2 separate regions of the Mus musculus genome follow, and region 2 is linked to region 1. The links are chromatin contacts, called in public HiChIP or PLAC-seq maps. All regions are on one chromosome and are shown on one strand. Each heading gives the region's core, a stretch centred on a gene start, on an enhancer-like site or on the middle of the called end of the contact. The rest is flanking DNA. Distances are from core to core; before and after follow the strand shown. Region 1 holds the start of Lyzl6 (lysozyme-like 6). Region 2 overlaps Wnt9b (wingless-type MMTV integration site family, member 9B).

Evidence for each region. HiChIP or PLAC-seq counts read pairs in DNA pulled down with a chosen protein or histone mark.
Region 2: a contact with region 1 is called in an H3K27ac HiChIP or PLAC-seq map of extraembryonic endoderm stem cells, with 3 times the contacts expected there. The contact joins the enhancer-like site here to the promoter of Lyzl6 in region 1. A contact is called at or near these places in 8 of 39 promoter capture datasets (the C10 cell line, the HPC-7 cell line, embryonic stem cells and 5 more), 1 of 15 datasets of contacts at CTCF or cohesin (the NIH/3T3 cell line), 19 of 484 Hi-C or Micro-C datasets (the C2C12 cell line, the N1E-115 cell line, bone marrow-derived macrophages and 16 more), 8 of 115 datasets of contacts at active chromatin or transcription factors (bone marrow-derived macrophages, embryonic forebrain, embryonic midbrain and 4 more) and 4 of 9 other capture datasets (adipose tissue, liver, macrophages and 1 more).

The regions. Positions count from the first base shown.
Region 1 is chr11:103,637,304-103,643,700 of GRCm38.p6, reverse strand. It overlaps Lyzl6 (lysozyme-like 6), which reads left to right and starts at 4,811. Exons shown (of 5, transcript NM_001356472.2): 1 at 4,811-4,877. It overlaps 1700072I22Rik (RIKEN cDNA 1700072I22 gene), which reads right to left and starts at 4,765. Exons shown (of 2, transcript NR_131143.1): 1 at 4,390-4,765.
Region 2 is chr11:103,730,542-103,737,413 of GRCm38.p6, reverse strand. Wnt9b (wingless-type MMTV integration site family, member 9B) reads left to right here. Exons shown (of 4, transcript NM_011719.4): 2 at 3,535-3,791; 3 at 5,179-5,444; 4 at 6,191-6,872. The coding sequence ends at 6,664. Among named protein-coding and RNA genes, the nearest start is that of Wnt9b, 16 kb to the left of the region's middle. Within about 2 kb of position 2,028, at least 24 of the 459 cell types and tissues checked have an H3K27ac peak or open chromatin away from gene starts, as enhancers often do. A contact at or near this core is called in extraembryonic endoderm stem cells, intestinal villus epithelium, liver and 1 more, where this site is marked.

The DNA of each region.
Region 1 (6,397 bases), core at 3,562-6,061:
CTTAAGCCTCAGTTCCTTTATGTAGGACATAGACAACGTTTCAGAAGTTAAACAAGGCCACGCCTGGAAACAGGCCTGGCTCCGCACCTGGTGCAGAGTAAGTGCTCAATAAACGCTGCTAGCTATTATCTATAACGAGGTCCTTCCTCTCCAGCACTGACAGTCTGTACTTCCAACTGCAGCGTGTAATTAAACCGCAAAGCATCTGGCTTCCCGGGCAGAAAGAAGAAGCCTGGAGGAAGGAAGGAGAGAGAGAAGGCTCCTTCTGGGCTGCCCGTTTGTGCAGCAGCCTCCCCACCAGCCAGGGCAACAGGGAATGGAGCGAGATGCCAGCCCTTAATGACAGGGTTTGAGGAGCCTGTGGGTCCCTGTTAGCTCAGACCCTTGGGGGATATTTGCCAAGGCAGACAGCTGAAGGGAAAATCAGGGCTGCTTTATGGTTGCTGAAGTTCGAATATGGTTGAAATGTCCCTGAAGGGTCCATGTGTCGATGACTTTGTTTTTAGGGTGGTAGTGGAACTAGGAGATGGTCGAACCTTAAAGAGATGGGGCCCCTAGTTTGGGCATGGTGGCTCATGCCTCTAATACCAGCATGGGGAGGGGTATGGTAAGCAGGCTCAGGCAGGTGAGCTCCCATATGCTTTCCAGTAAAGTCTGGGCTACCGAATGAGGCCTTGTCTCACAAAAACAAAAGGAAGGGCTGGGGGTGTGTAGCCCAGTAGGTCGAACACTTGCATAAGGCCCTGGGCCTGAGTCACAGCTTGGTATAAACCAAGCATAGCACTGCGTGCCTGTAATTCCAGTTCTGGGGTACAGAGGCGGGTGGGTCAGAAGTTCAAGGCCACCCTCTCTCTGTTACTTGCCAAATTTGAGAGCAGCTTGGGGTATATGGCTCCCTGTCTCAGAGCAATATAAAGGGTGGGACCTTTGGGACATCACGGTGTATATACATACCATAGACAGTCCATACCATAAACAGCTAGGCCACAGAGGAAGGGCAGAGAAATGCGGTAAGGACAAGCTGGTTGAAAGTGACAGCTACAATGGGGAAGCCAGTGCATGCTGGGCACCAGAGGAGAGACCAGTGCCACAGGCTAGTGGAACACGGGAAAAGAAGCTTTGGACTCCCAAGCAGCTTAGCGATGACAACTCGGGCTTAAGCGTGGGAAACCATTTTCAGTCTTGCAAGCATAGGCTTGGCAGTGAGTCTTTGATGGCAGTCAGATGCTGCTGGCCCAAGGAAGGGCCAGGCATGTAAGTCTCTCATCACTTGCATCAGGACCTGCGAAGGCTGGATATGGAACTCTGGATTTGGGGGCACAGGTCCAGGGGTAGCTCAGGCTAAACTTGTATTCAGTCTTGTAACCCACCCACCCACCCCCCCAAAAACTGTTCGGGCATAGGGATCCTTCTGCCTGCGACCTGATGCACTGTTAGGTAGCCTCTGATACTGTACTGGCCGCTTTTGTGGGTCAACTTGACACAAGCTGGAGTTCTCACAGAGAAAGGAGCCTCCCTTGATGAAAGGCCTCCATCAGATCCAGCTGTAAGGCATTTTCTCAAATAGTGATCAAGGGAGGAGGGTCCAGCACATTGTGGGCACTGCCAGCTCCCTGGGCTGGTAATCCTGGGTTCTTTAAGAAAGCAGGCTGAACAAGCTAGGAGAAGCAAGCCAGTAAGCAGCACCCCTCCATGGCCTCTGCATCAACTCCTGCCTCCAAGTTCCTGCCCTGTGTGAGTTCCAGTCCTGTCTTCCTTTGGTGATGAACAGCAATGTGGAAGTATAAGCCGAATAAACCCTTTCCTTCCCACCTTACTTCTTAGTCATGATGTTTTGTGCAGGAATACAAACCCTAACTAGGACACACACCTTTCACACTGATGGAACCAGCCATATGATTTCTTCTGGACAACCAAAAAGGTAAAGCAAGGGGCTGGTTTGAGAAATGTTTGTTTCTGGGCCTGGCTGTCTTGGTACACTCACGACATTATCTTACCTGCTATTACTAAGGTTTTTTTTTTTTTTTTAAAAAACCCAGGTCCCATGCATGCAGCACCCATGAAAGCCAGAACTGGGCAATGGACTCTTTAGAGCGGAAGTTACAGATGGCTGTTAGCGGTTGTTACATGGCTGTTACATGGTTGCTGACACCTGAACCTGGATCTTCTGCAAGAGCAGACAGTGCTCTTAACTGCTGAGCCATCTCTCCAGCCGCTGGCTAGATGGATTTTTATGACGCGCCATTTGAAAAAGGATCCTACTTCTGAAAATGGTATAAAACTGCCATCACAAGGCACAATTGCTCAACACTACAACGGTTAGTTTCCAAGGAGACACACTATACATTATTGTTTATAAGAAGGATCAGTGATTAGCTGATGGACCAAGTTTAGCCACAGCCTGTGTTTGCAAAATTTTACAGCGTCACAGACAGACTCACTTATGGGTGCACTATCTGCGGCTGGTTTTGTGCCACGTTGACAGAACCAAATGGTTGTAGCAGAGATCTTATAGTCTGCAATGGTGAAAATACACATCATGAAGGCTTTTATAGAAAACGGCTTCATAAGAATTATAAAGAAGAGGGGGGGGAGACTGGGTTGAAAATACATCTTAGCAGTTAAGAGCATGTACTGCTTGAAATAGCAGGGCTAGACACTGAGGACCGACAACCACTCACTGACAATGTCACAAAAGAAAGACATGACATGCTTGTGATGTTAATGCAACCTAGAATCATCTGGGAGGAGAGTCTCACACACACACACACACACACACACACACACACAGAGAGAGAGAGAGAGAGAGAGAGAGAGAGAGAGGGAGAGAGAGAGGCTGTCTACTTTGGACTGCTCTGTGGACATGTCTGTCCCGGGTTGTCTTAGCCAAGTTAACTGATATGGGAAGAGCCTACCCAGTATTGGCAGCGCCATTCCCTAGGCAAGGGATCTTGCCTTGTTTAAGATGGAGAAAGCAATCTGAGCACAAGAAGGCAAGCAAGCACATGCAGACACTCATTTCTCTCCACTGTTCACTGGGGGATGTGACGTGACCAGTTGTCCCAAGCTCTTTCTACGACGACTTCCTAGTAGTAATGAACTGTATCTTGGAATTGCAAGCTAAAACAAACCCTTTCTCTCCTAAATTGTTTGTTGTCAGGACATTTTAATCACAATAACAGAACTAAAACCAAAAGCAATGTCTTTGGGAAGACAGCTAGACTTGTCAAAAGTTTAAACCTTCATCTAATTAGGCATCTAGACTCAACTCTCAACGAACAGAAAATGGAAAAAAAAAACCAATTGGGAACATGTTAAGCTACATCACAGATTTGCAACATGAAATGTGGCTATTTCAAATAACAAGAGCTGGACATTAGTGCTCAACAGAAAGCCCATCAGGACTAGAGAGACTAAGGCAGGAAGAGAATCATGAGTTTGGGGCTAGCCTGGGCTACAGAGTTCTTGAAAAAAAAAAAAAGACAATTTGCTCCTGAGAGGGAGCTAAGCCTGCTGGTAACGTCGTCGGAAACAAGTTCAGCTTTAGGCTACCGCCTCCCAGCTCTGAGACTTTGGGATGGCTTAACTTCTCTGCAGCTGATTCTTAGGAGCTCTGTGAAGACAAATGGATTCCCTGCCTGCTGTGTTGAGCGCTGTATCCCACTGGCGGGGCTCATTTCAGGGTCAACATTTGTTCTCAGAGGGAGGCTTGTCTGCAGCATCCATGGGCACTTCCCTGTCTCTTTCCCCTCTCTTTCATTGAGTCATTCATCCCCGTGCCCCACTGTTTGCCATATGCTAAGCAAGCTAGTTAAGTCGGTGATGCTGCAGCATCTGGTCCACTAAGTTGCCTGTCAGCTCCACAAACCAGAACCTGCTGCCCCTTAAAAAAAAAAAAAAAAAAAAAAAAAGGTCTGGGAACACAGGGAACTCTCCTACTGCTGATGGACAAACAAGGCAGATTCTGAACCAAAGGAACCCAAGCCGACATTCAGGCTGTACCAAGAAAAAGAGAATGGTGCCTGCTAACTCCGAGAGGGAGGCTAGGTCATCTAAGGGACGGCATTTCGCAAAACCAAACTTTAAATCCACGTCTTCTTGGACATGGGCTGCTTCTGCCCTCTAGTGGCTGCTGGCTAGCACAGCAAGTACCAGCTTCAGGCAGTTGAGCTTTGTTTCCAGACTTCTAAATTACACTATGTTTCTCTACCATGCTTGACCCGTAATTACCTTTCCTCGAAATGTATCTTGTTTAATGATAGTAATTTCTAAATATTTTTTCGGCACCATTCTAAAGTATTGCCATGCTATAGTAGGTAGGTAGGTCTTCTTTGTGAGCATGTAACAGAAACACAACTCAAATTTGTTTATGTAAGAAGGGATACTCACTGAGTCCCAGAGAGAGGAAAAGAAGGTGTGTGTGGGTCCTTGAAGGTTGTTTCTGGACTGGATTCTGGACTCCACAGACTTTCTACAAAAGATTGGAGCTGCACAGGGGCCCACAGAAATCAAAATGCAGGGTATAGGTCCTGAGCAAAGTCCCACAGCTCTGCAGAGTTACAATCAGAATATAAGCACAAACCCTGCAGCCCAGGGGCAGGATGTGTAGGTCCTCTTTAGAAACTAAGGTTGTCCTGTTCTCAGAAAGGAAGGGAGGTATCAGGGTTCTGCCCATTGGTCCGCCTTACACCTTGCCTTCCAGACCCATCTACCATTTCTACCTAAAGCCTGCACAGTTTGCACAGTTCAAACCGGCATATTTCCTGGAGAGTGATGATGTCACAGAACCAGAGTTCCAGAAGGCTGAGGTGGCCAAGAACACATGCCTTCTTGAGACGAAGGAGAACTATTAGCCAGATGGGGCCAGAGAGTGCTTGGTAAGGAAGAGGAGGCTCCTGCCACAAACCATCTTGTCCTGTAGATCCTCCCAGAAGGGCCTGGGCTGGCTGCGAGCTAGGGCCAGAGAGGTATGCTTTGAAGCTGGATAGGGCCACATTCGGGGACTACTATCACCCCAAAGGGAATCCCTGAGGGGCTCCATGGGCCAAGCCAGACATTCCTGCATCCCAAGGCTTGGGGAAGCCTATCTCTGAGGTGCATTCTGCATCAGAGTAGGGAGGGCTGCAGGACATATCTGAATTAAACAGATATTTGCTATTTACCGGAAAGTCTGATTTAACAGGACTTCATCTGTTCTATTTGCAACACCAGAGCAGGGTAGTGAGAGCATCCAGAGAATGTCCTAAGTGCATGCTGTGTGACAAGGACAAATCAAGAGACCAGAAGGCAAGCAAAGCCGCCGGAGAGGCCACGTCATCCCTACATATGATGAAGGAGAGGGAGGGATCCTGGCCTTTGCCCTCAGCATCATACACCTAGTTTAAAGAGAAAGACACACATCCTAGGGCAGGACCAGCCCACGTGTGCGCTCACAGAATGAACATTTTGAAGGACAGAACCCAGTTATTTTATAGATGTTTCCTTCTGTTTAGGTTCATTTCTTTATGCTTGGACCCAGGCTTCCCATCTGTGGCCAGAACACCTCATTAGAGCTTATGCATCTTGAGGTTTCCCATCCAGAGGTGCAGAGTGTCCCTTTGTCCCTCACTGATAATGTTAATTTTAATTGCAAAGTCAAAACATTGGGTTTTGCTACGCAATACGGGAATGACCAAGGCCATGTATATAAGCCCTGATATTTTTCCAGCTTCCACCAACTCAGACCAGCCCCAATAGTAGTCATTATTCAAACCAATCACTGCCCAGGCTATGCTCCTACTGTAGCCTGGGAATCTGCCACATTTATAGGAGTCCTGGTTCCATTCTGTAAGGAATGTGAAACCATATCTTTTTGTTTATTATTTATCTTATTCATTACACCGTTCTGATTGGGCAAGTATTAGTAAATAGATCTTCATTTCACACATGGGAACCAGAGAAGTAAGTATGTTGTTCAAAGTCATACAGCAGCCCAGCCTTTGATAGCTGGTAGTGGGTGGGAATTCAGAGTCCTTGATCTTCAAACACACACACACACACACACACACACACACACACACACACACACACACATACACAGGCATACACACCATTAAAGCGAAGATTATTTATATAATACGATTATATTCGCTTGTTTTCTGATATGCATTTATACAGAAACAAAACAATAAAACCTACAAGCAGCCCTCCAGGAATGGCATGAGGCAGAGGTTGCAGTGGTGAAGGTCATATGTCATGTATCTGGGAGTATGGGTTGGGGCATATTGGCATCCCGTGTCCCTGCCCTTCCTCTGAAGGCACACGCTCAATCCATACCACAAATGCTGGTGAAACAAAATCTGCTCTAACTTTTGCCAACCTCACTCCCCATCCTGCTACCCAAACGTTGCTTGTGCCT
Region 2 (6,872 bases), core at 779-3,278, 96 kb before region 1:
CCCGATCATTAATCGCTACTAAGTGTCATTACTGCTAATAAAATTAACGGACTTTATACTGAGCGTCTGGAGCCATCAATCTCAGGGCCTATTACAATGAATTTAAAGAGCAGGTGCCTGCTGATGAGTGGGAGCATTGTAGAGCCTCGAGTGCTGCCGGTGGAATTGTGTTACTTTCTAGCCAGCCACAGCATGCCACCACAAAGGACAACAACCTTAGGGAGACCGAGCAACTCCCAGCCGTGACTCCACAGTGTAAGTGTGCCAGGCAAGAGCAGGGTGACCCTTGGGGAGATGCTGGGACCAGGACCGGAAGTGTTCCCTACACTCTCACCTCTGCCAACCTCAAAGAATTTGGTTCCTCTTTCTCCCTTCTTGGCTCAGCTTCCTCTGGTTCTTTTCTGGGTCTCAAGCCCAGTCATGCAAAGGAGAGAAAGGAAGAGAAAGCGAGAGTGTGCTCTTATTATCCAAATGCCAAACTCCCAGAAAAAAGACAGCTAGGATTATCAGTTCACCGCTGATCTAACCAGTGGGCCAGAGCATCAGGGTCACGTGAAACAGTTATGGGCAAAGACCATACGGCAATCATGGTACACAGCAGGAACTGGTGGCCGAAAGCCCAATCATATGTCTGTAATATAAGTGTAGTAGGCACTCAAAAAGTGGCATATGTTTTATGTGTATGTTTATGTATGTGTACGTACCACAACAATATAATGAATGCACTATTTTAATGCATTATATGTTATAATGTAAAATAGCATAATGATAAAATAATAATAATAACTATTCCTTTAATTAATAATTTTAGAATATTGAAAATCAAGCCTAGCTAGGTAAGCGGTTTGCCACAGAACTGAGTTGCACATCAGTTTTACAACTTGCTGTGTAGCTCAGGATGACTGTGGGCCATGACCACATTAAAGCTGTTTCTGTAGTACTGGTGATTGGACCCAGGCAAGCACCTTATCAGCTGGGGCACATCCCCAGACCTAACTCTGTGTGTGTGTGTGTGTGTGTGTGTGGTGGTGGTGGTGGGGCGCAAATGTATACTAAAGTATACACATGGGGGTCAGAAGACAACCCTTGGGCGACGGTCTTCGCCTTCCACCTTGTTTGAGACAGTCTTCGTTCTTTGCCAGGCTCACTGGCCTCTTAAGATTCTCCTGCCTCCACTTCCCATCTCACTGTAGGAATACCAGGATTGCATATGTGCTGTCATGGCTGGCTTTGTATGGGTTCAGGGGATTTGAACTCACGTCTTCATGATCCTGCAACAAACACTTTATTCACCGAGCCACTTCCTCAGCCCTCTGTTGTTATTATTGGGCTTTGTTTGTTTGTTTGTTTGTTTAATGACTATAAAACAGGTTTTAAAGGATGTGCAGTCTCATTGGCCCAAATGCCCACCATACCCTTTTCTTCTCTGGAATGTCAATCAGCTTCTACAAGGAACGTCCCAATCTCTGAACCAGGAACTGTGTGAGCCAGAGTTATCCCCATACCAGTCTCTGGTGTGGAGAAGAGAGTCTTTTGGAGGTTGCATGACTGTTGACCTGTGTTCTCAGCAGTCCTGGGGTTGCCCTCCACACTGGAAACCGTTCAAGGTGGGGCCTCCCCAGCAGGAGCTGACCTCAGGCTCTGCTAGATCCTTGCCTGCCCAGGGTCAGGCTCCGAGGGTTTCCTGCCAGGCTGCAGGGAGGAGTCTGGGTAAGGGCCTGCTGGACTGGAAACTTAACCATTTGCCCCCTGATTAATGTTTAACGGGCCCCTGTGCTCTCTGTGTCTGGGAGGGGAGCCCAGTCCAGGCTGTGCTCGGGGGAGCCGATAGCATCTGTCTGTGTTCAATGTTTCGGAGATATGCTCCACGCCGGGTTGGGCGCACCTGATAGACCTGGAATCTACAGGGGCACCTGGGGCCTTGCCAGGACCTCCACCTTCCAGTGAGGCTTCCTATTTCCCAGGCAGACAGAGCTGCTATGGCATCTAGCCAAATGTCCTGGCTCAGGCAGGTGACTCCAGCGGCAGAACCGTGTGCCCTGAACCCTGTGGGATAAGGACCTCTCTGGTCATTCAAGGGCTTGGCTACAGTACTTAGCCGGTGGCACACGAACAAAAATGGCAAGTTCCACATCCAAGTGAAAATGTTGACAGCCCCCATCTGGTCCCACTTTGGCTGAGAGACGACTGTTTCCAGAGAGAAGCGGTTTTCTCAAGCTTGGGTCTGGTGACGGTGTACACCCCATCCACAAGAGGTACAGCAGGGCCGGGGACAGTAAACACCTCACGCTGTCACAGAGAGATTCTGAGAGAGCGGACAGTCCTCATTCTGGACCACACCTTGCCCCTGACCAGTCACGCCTTATCACCTCCACACAAAGCCTCCAATACCTGTCAAGATAAAGGGAGACACTGCCGACTCAAAATGTAAGGCATCCCGAGGAGAAGAAAACTCCAGCCAGTAGGAAGGCAAGCCTGCCTGCCTGCCTGCCTGCCTGCCTGCCTGCCTGCCTGCCTGCCTGCCTGGCTTGGCTCTGTGCTTTCTATGCAGTCCCTACAGCACCTCTGGGGGTCAAGGGTCATGGATGAAAGCCAAGGCTTCAAGGATGACATTAGAATGTGACAGGATTGATTAGGCTTAGAATTTGGCAGCCTGACTCTAGAATTGATGACTTCGAATATAGAACATGAAGTCTGATCCCAGCCTCCCTTCCCTCCCTCCCTCCCTCCCTTCCCCCCTCTCTCCTTTTCTTGTTCTTCCTTTTCCCAAACTTCTACTTGTGCCAAGCACCACATGGCCAGATGGTTGATGATCTACCTGGGACCCGGGAACAAGCTAGACTGGCATGGGCTTACTTGAGCAGTGACAGAACACAGGGGGAGAGAGGGATCCAGGGACCTTGGCTGGGTGTTTGTTCTGTCTGCATCCCCTGTGCTTAGCCCCAGTAGCAAGGTGACACTCCCCTCCAGGAATCAACTAATGCTACCTGTAACATCTTCCGTGCCTGCACAACACAGCAGCTCCCCGGTTGTGCCAAAAAATACAGATTTCCAGGCCCTGCTATGGACCTATGGAAACAACACTCAGGTGCGGGTCTTAGAAATCTGTGTTTATCTGAAATAAATCTTGCTGTGTAGCCCAGGCTGGCCCTGTACTCATAGCATTCTCTTGCCTTGGACCCTCCAAGTGCAGTGATTGCAGGCATGCACCACCACACCCAGCCTGGCTCTGTATTTCTACTAAGCAATCAGGGTGGCTTTTCCAGTTGGGCAAGTTGCCAAAGGAGGGTAGATAAGGAATGCAGAGCAGAATCTGGAGAACTTGGCCTTGAGGGTCTGTAACCAATCCTTGCTACATAAGTCCCTTGGTCTTCTACTCTGTAAGATGGGGACATAACCCCTGTGGGACTGGCCTGCTACCCAAGGGGGCAAAAACAAAGACGGTCACTTTCCATCCCTGTGGGATGCTCAGCTTTTGGGTCCTCCACGGGCAGGAACCCCAAAGCTCACCATCTTCCTTCTCACCCTTTCCAGCCTGACCGGTCGTGAGGTCCTGACACCCTTCCCAGGCCTGGGTACGGCAGCAGCCCCGGCACAGGCTGGTGCTCACCTGAAGCAGTGTGACCTACTGAAGCTGTCCAGGCGGCAGAAGCAGCTCTGCAGGCGGGAGCCCGGCCTGGCTGAGACCCTGAGGGATGCTGCACACCTGGGGCTGCTGGAATGTCAGTTCCAGTTCAGGCAGGAGCGCTGGAACTGCAGCCTGGAGGGGAGGACTGGCCTGCTCCAGAGAGGTAGGGAGGACTTCGGGGGAGGAAGAGGACTGGCAGGAGGTTGTGGGTGGTGAGAAGGTTATGCCCTGGTCTCGTTGTGCTGACTACTGAGGCACAGTCCCAAATGAGAAGGGACCTGGGGAGTTAGTAATGTCTGTTGAAGGTGGCGGTTTGGGAGATGAGGGAAACAAAGGAAACACAAGGGAGGAAAGGACTCAGCATTCTTGGAAGAGATGACAGAGGAGGTGGGTGGCCCCAGCCACCTACTTAGTGGTCCAAATGTGCACGCCAGGCAGATTCCTTTGTCCACACGCTCATCTGTCACTGTTCGTCACATCTGTTGATGTGTCATCCCCTCCTTCCCACCTGACTCCCCCTCCTTCCTTATCCTTCTCCACCTCTGCCTATCCATCTGCTAAGCATCTGCAGAGGCCCACAAGGAGCCAGGCACGACACAAGGGGCTGGAGGCAGAGGCTGAGCACAACCCAGTCACCCTTGCAAAGTGCATCCTCTAGAAATGAATATGGGTCATAGCTTGTGACTCCATTGTCTGGTGGGAGGGGTGTGGCATTCTATTACTGTCACTTGTTTTGGGGGGGTGGGGGGACTCGGTTCCTGTAGCCCAGGCTGGCCTGGAACTAACTTGCTTCAAATGCTCTGCAATTTGTTTTACTTTGAGTGCTGGAATTTTTCAAGGTATGAGCCATCCACCATACCTGGAGACACAGTGGAAACATCACAGTGCGGTGATGTCTCGGGGATGGCCAGCCCCACTCTAGGCTGGCTCTCCGTTGCAGGAGGGTCTGAGGGAGAGCTAGCAGCCTGCTCTCCTTTCTTTTCGGCCGTCAGCTTTTCAGTGCCCCAGATACACTGAGAGTGGGAGGCTAAGGGAAACGTGTTTGGGGCATCTTTCAACAGTGTGAGCACAGTGGTGGTCCCAGTACTGGGTAGATATCAGGCAGGACCCCCCAAGACCCTTCTGCCTTTCAGTCATCTACAGATGGTGGTAGAGGGCATTTGGGAGACATTAGACAGCTTAGAGATCCACAGAGACAGGTCGTCCAACTTGTCACGAAAGCACCTGAAGTCAAGATGACTGTTCAGCCTCAGCCTGGCCTCGTCCCAGGTGCCCAGGTCGCTCTTTTGCATAAGTTACTGAGATTAGCAGCTCTGTCCTGCTGCCCTCTGAGAGCTTAGGACATGCTTCGGTGTAAATCTGGAGGCCATTTAAGGGGCAGCTTTTCAGCTTGGGTCTGAGGGACAGGTAACAGGGGAAGCCTTACATAGCCTTTAGGAAGCCGGGCCTTTAGGCTCACACTGCGTCAACCTCTTTGCCATACATGCCACATAACTCCCGCTTTCGGAGGGCTGCAGATGGCCTCTAAGCTTTTTTTTTCTCCCGCACAGGCTTTAAGGAGACGGCCTTCCTGTATGCAGTGTCTGCAGCTGCCCTCACGCATGCACTGGCCAGGGCCTGCAGTGCTGGGCGCATGGAGCGCTGTACTTGTGACGACTCCCCAGGCCTGGAGAGCCGGCAGGCCTGGCAGTGGGGTGTGTGTGGTGACAATCTGAAGTACAGCACCAAGTTCCTCAGCAACTTCCTGGGGCCCAAGAGAGGAAGCAAGGACCTGAGGGCGAGGGCTGACGCCCACAACACCCACGTGGGCATCAAGGTGAGCGAATACCCTCTCTAGTGCCTAAAGGATGGTGCCGAGGCAGGGAGATCCACGGGAGGCCAGTCAGTGCCCTGCACCCAACACACAGATGAACTTCAGACCCCGTTGTGAACCTTCTCTGCGTATTCCTGAGCACTAGGAGCACAGAATCCTGGGTATCATCCTGGTCGAGCCAGGCTTGGCATCGTGCCATGATAGGATAGGAATGTGTTTGGAAAGGCGTCTCTATTCCAAGGACAAAGCCAGCATCATTTGACAACTTGGATATGACAATGACCAGGCTTCCTCCATTTTGTGAATAGGAGAGAGAAAGGAGGCCCAGAAAAGGGGAGGGGCTTAGATGAGGTCACATAGCCATGAGAAATAATGAGTCTCTAGGTCTATGGAGTGAGAGGGCAGGGAAGGGTCGGAGTTCCAATTCTTTTAGGAAATCAGGCTGCCGTGTTCAGTTGTGCAGGCTGAACACTCCAGAAGAACTCTGGGCCAAGGGGAAGAGCTGTTGTTGGTTGAGATAGGGCCCACACTACCCTTGCCTAGGTGTGCACTGCTTAGAGGAAGGGAAAATTTTTCCAACTTTACACAAAGATACTTTGAGGATCCCGGGTCATTGTGACCCTGGCGCTGTCACCTTCACGTGGGTCTTCCTGCCTCTTTATTCTGTTGACACTCCTTGGCAGAACTGTCACAGCAAACCCGGCTTGCTTAGACCCACTGACAGACCCCTACTCTGGCTCTCCCTGCAGGCTGTGAAGAGCGGCCTGAGAACAACCTGCAAGTGCCATGGTGTGTCAGGCTCCTGTGCTGTTCGTACCTGTTGGAAGCAGCTCTCCCCGTTTCGCGAGACCGGCCAGGTGCTGAAGCTACGCTATGACACGGCTGTCAAGGTGTCCAGTGCCACCAACGAGGCCTTGGGTCGTCTGGAGCTATGGGCCCCCGCTAAGCCAGGTGGTCCCGCCAAGGGCCTAGCCCCTCGTCCCGGGGACCTGGTCTACATGGAAGATTCTCCCAGCTTCTGCCGGCCCAGCAAGTACTCTCCGGGCACGGCAGGCAGGGTGTGTTCTCGAGACTCCAGTTGCAGCAGCCTATGCTGTGGGCGAGGCTACGACACCCAGAGCCGCATGGTGGTTTTCTCCTGCCACTGTCAGGTGCAGTGGTGCTGCTACGTGGAGTGCCAGCAGTGTGCACAGCAGGAGCTCGTGTATACCTGCAAGCGCTAGGCCTCCACAGCGAATCCCGCGGAACAGCGCGCAAGCGCGCACCTGTCGACGCACCTGCCGTGCACAAGAGTGTGCGACTCATCTCTCTTCCCCAACAGATGGTTGGCCAGCCCTTCTGCCTTCCCCGACACTCAGCAAAGAGAAAGAAAGCCCTGCCTCCTAGTCCCAGGATCACCAACCTGCTGGAGGACTTGGGGCCGGAGAACAG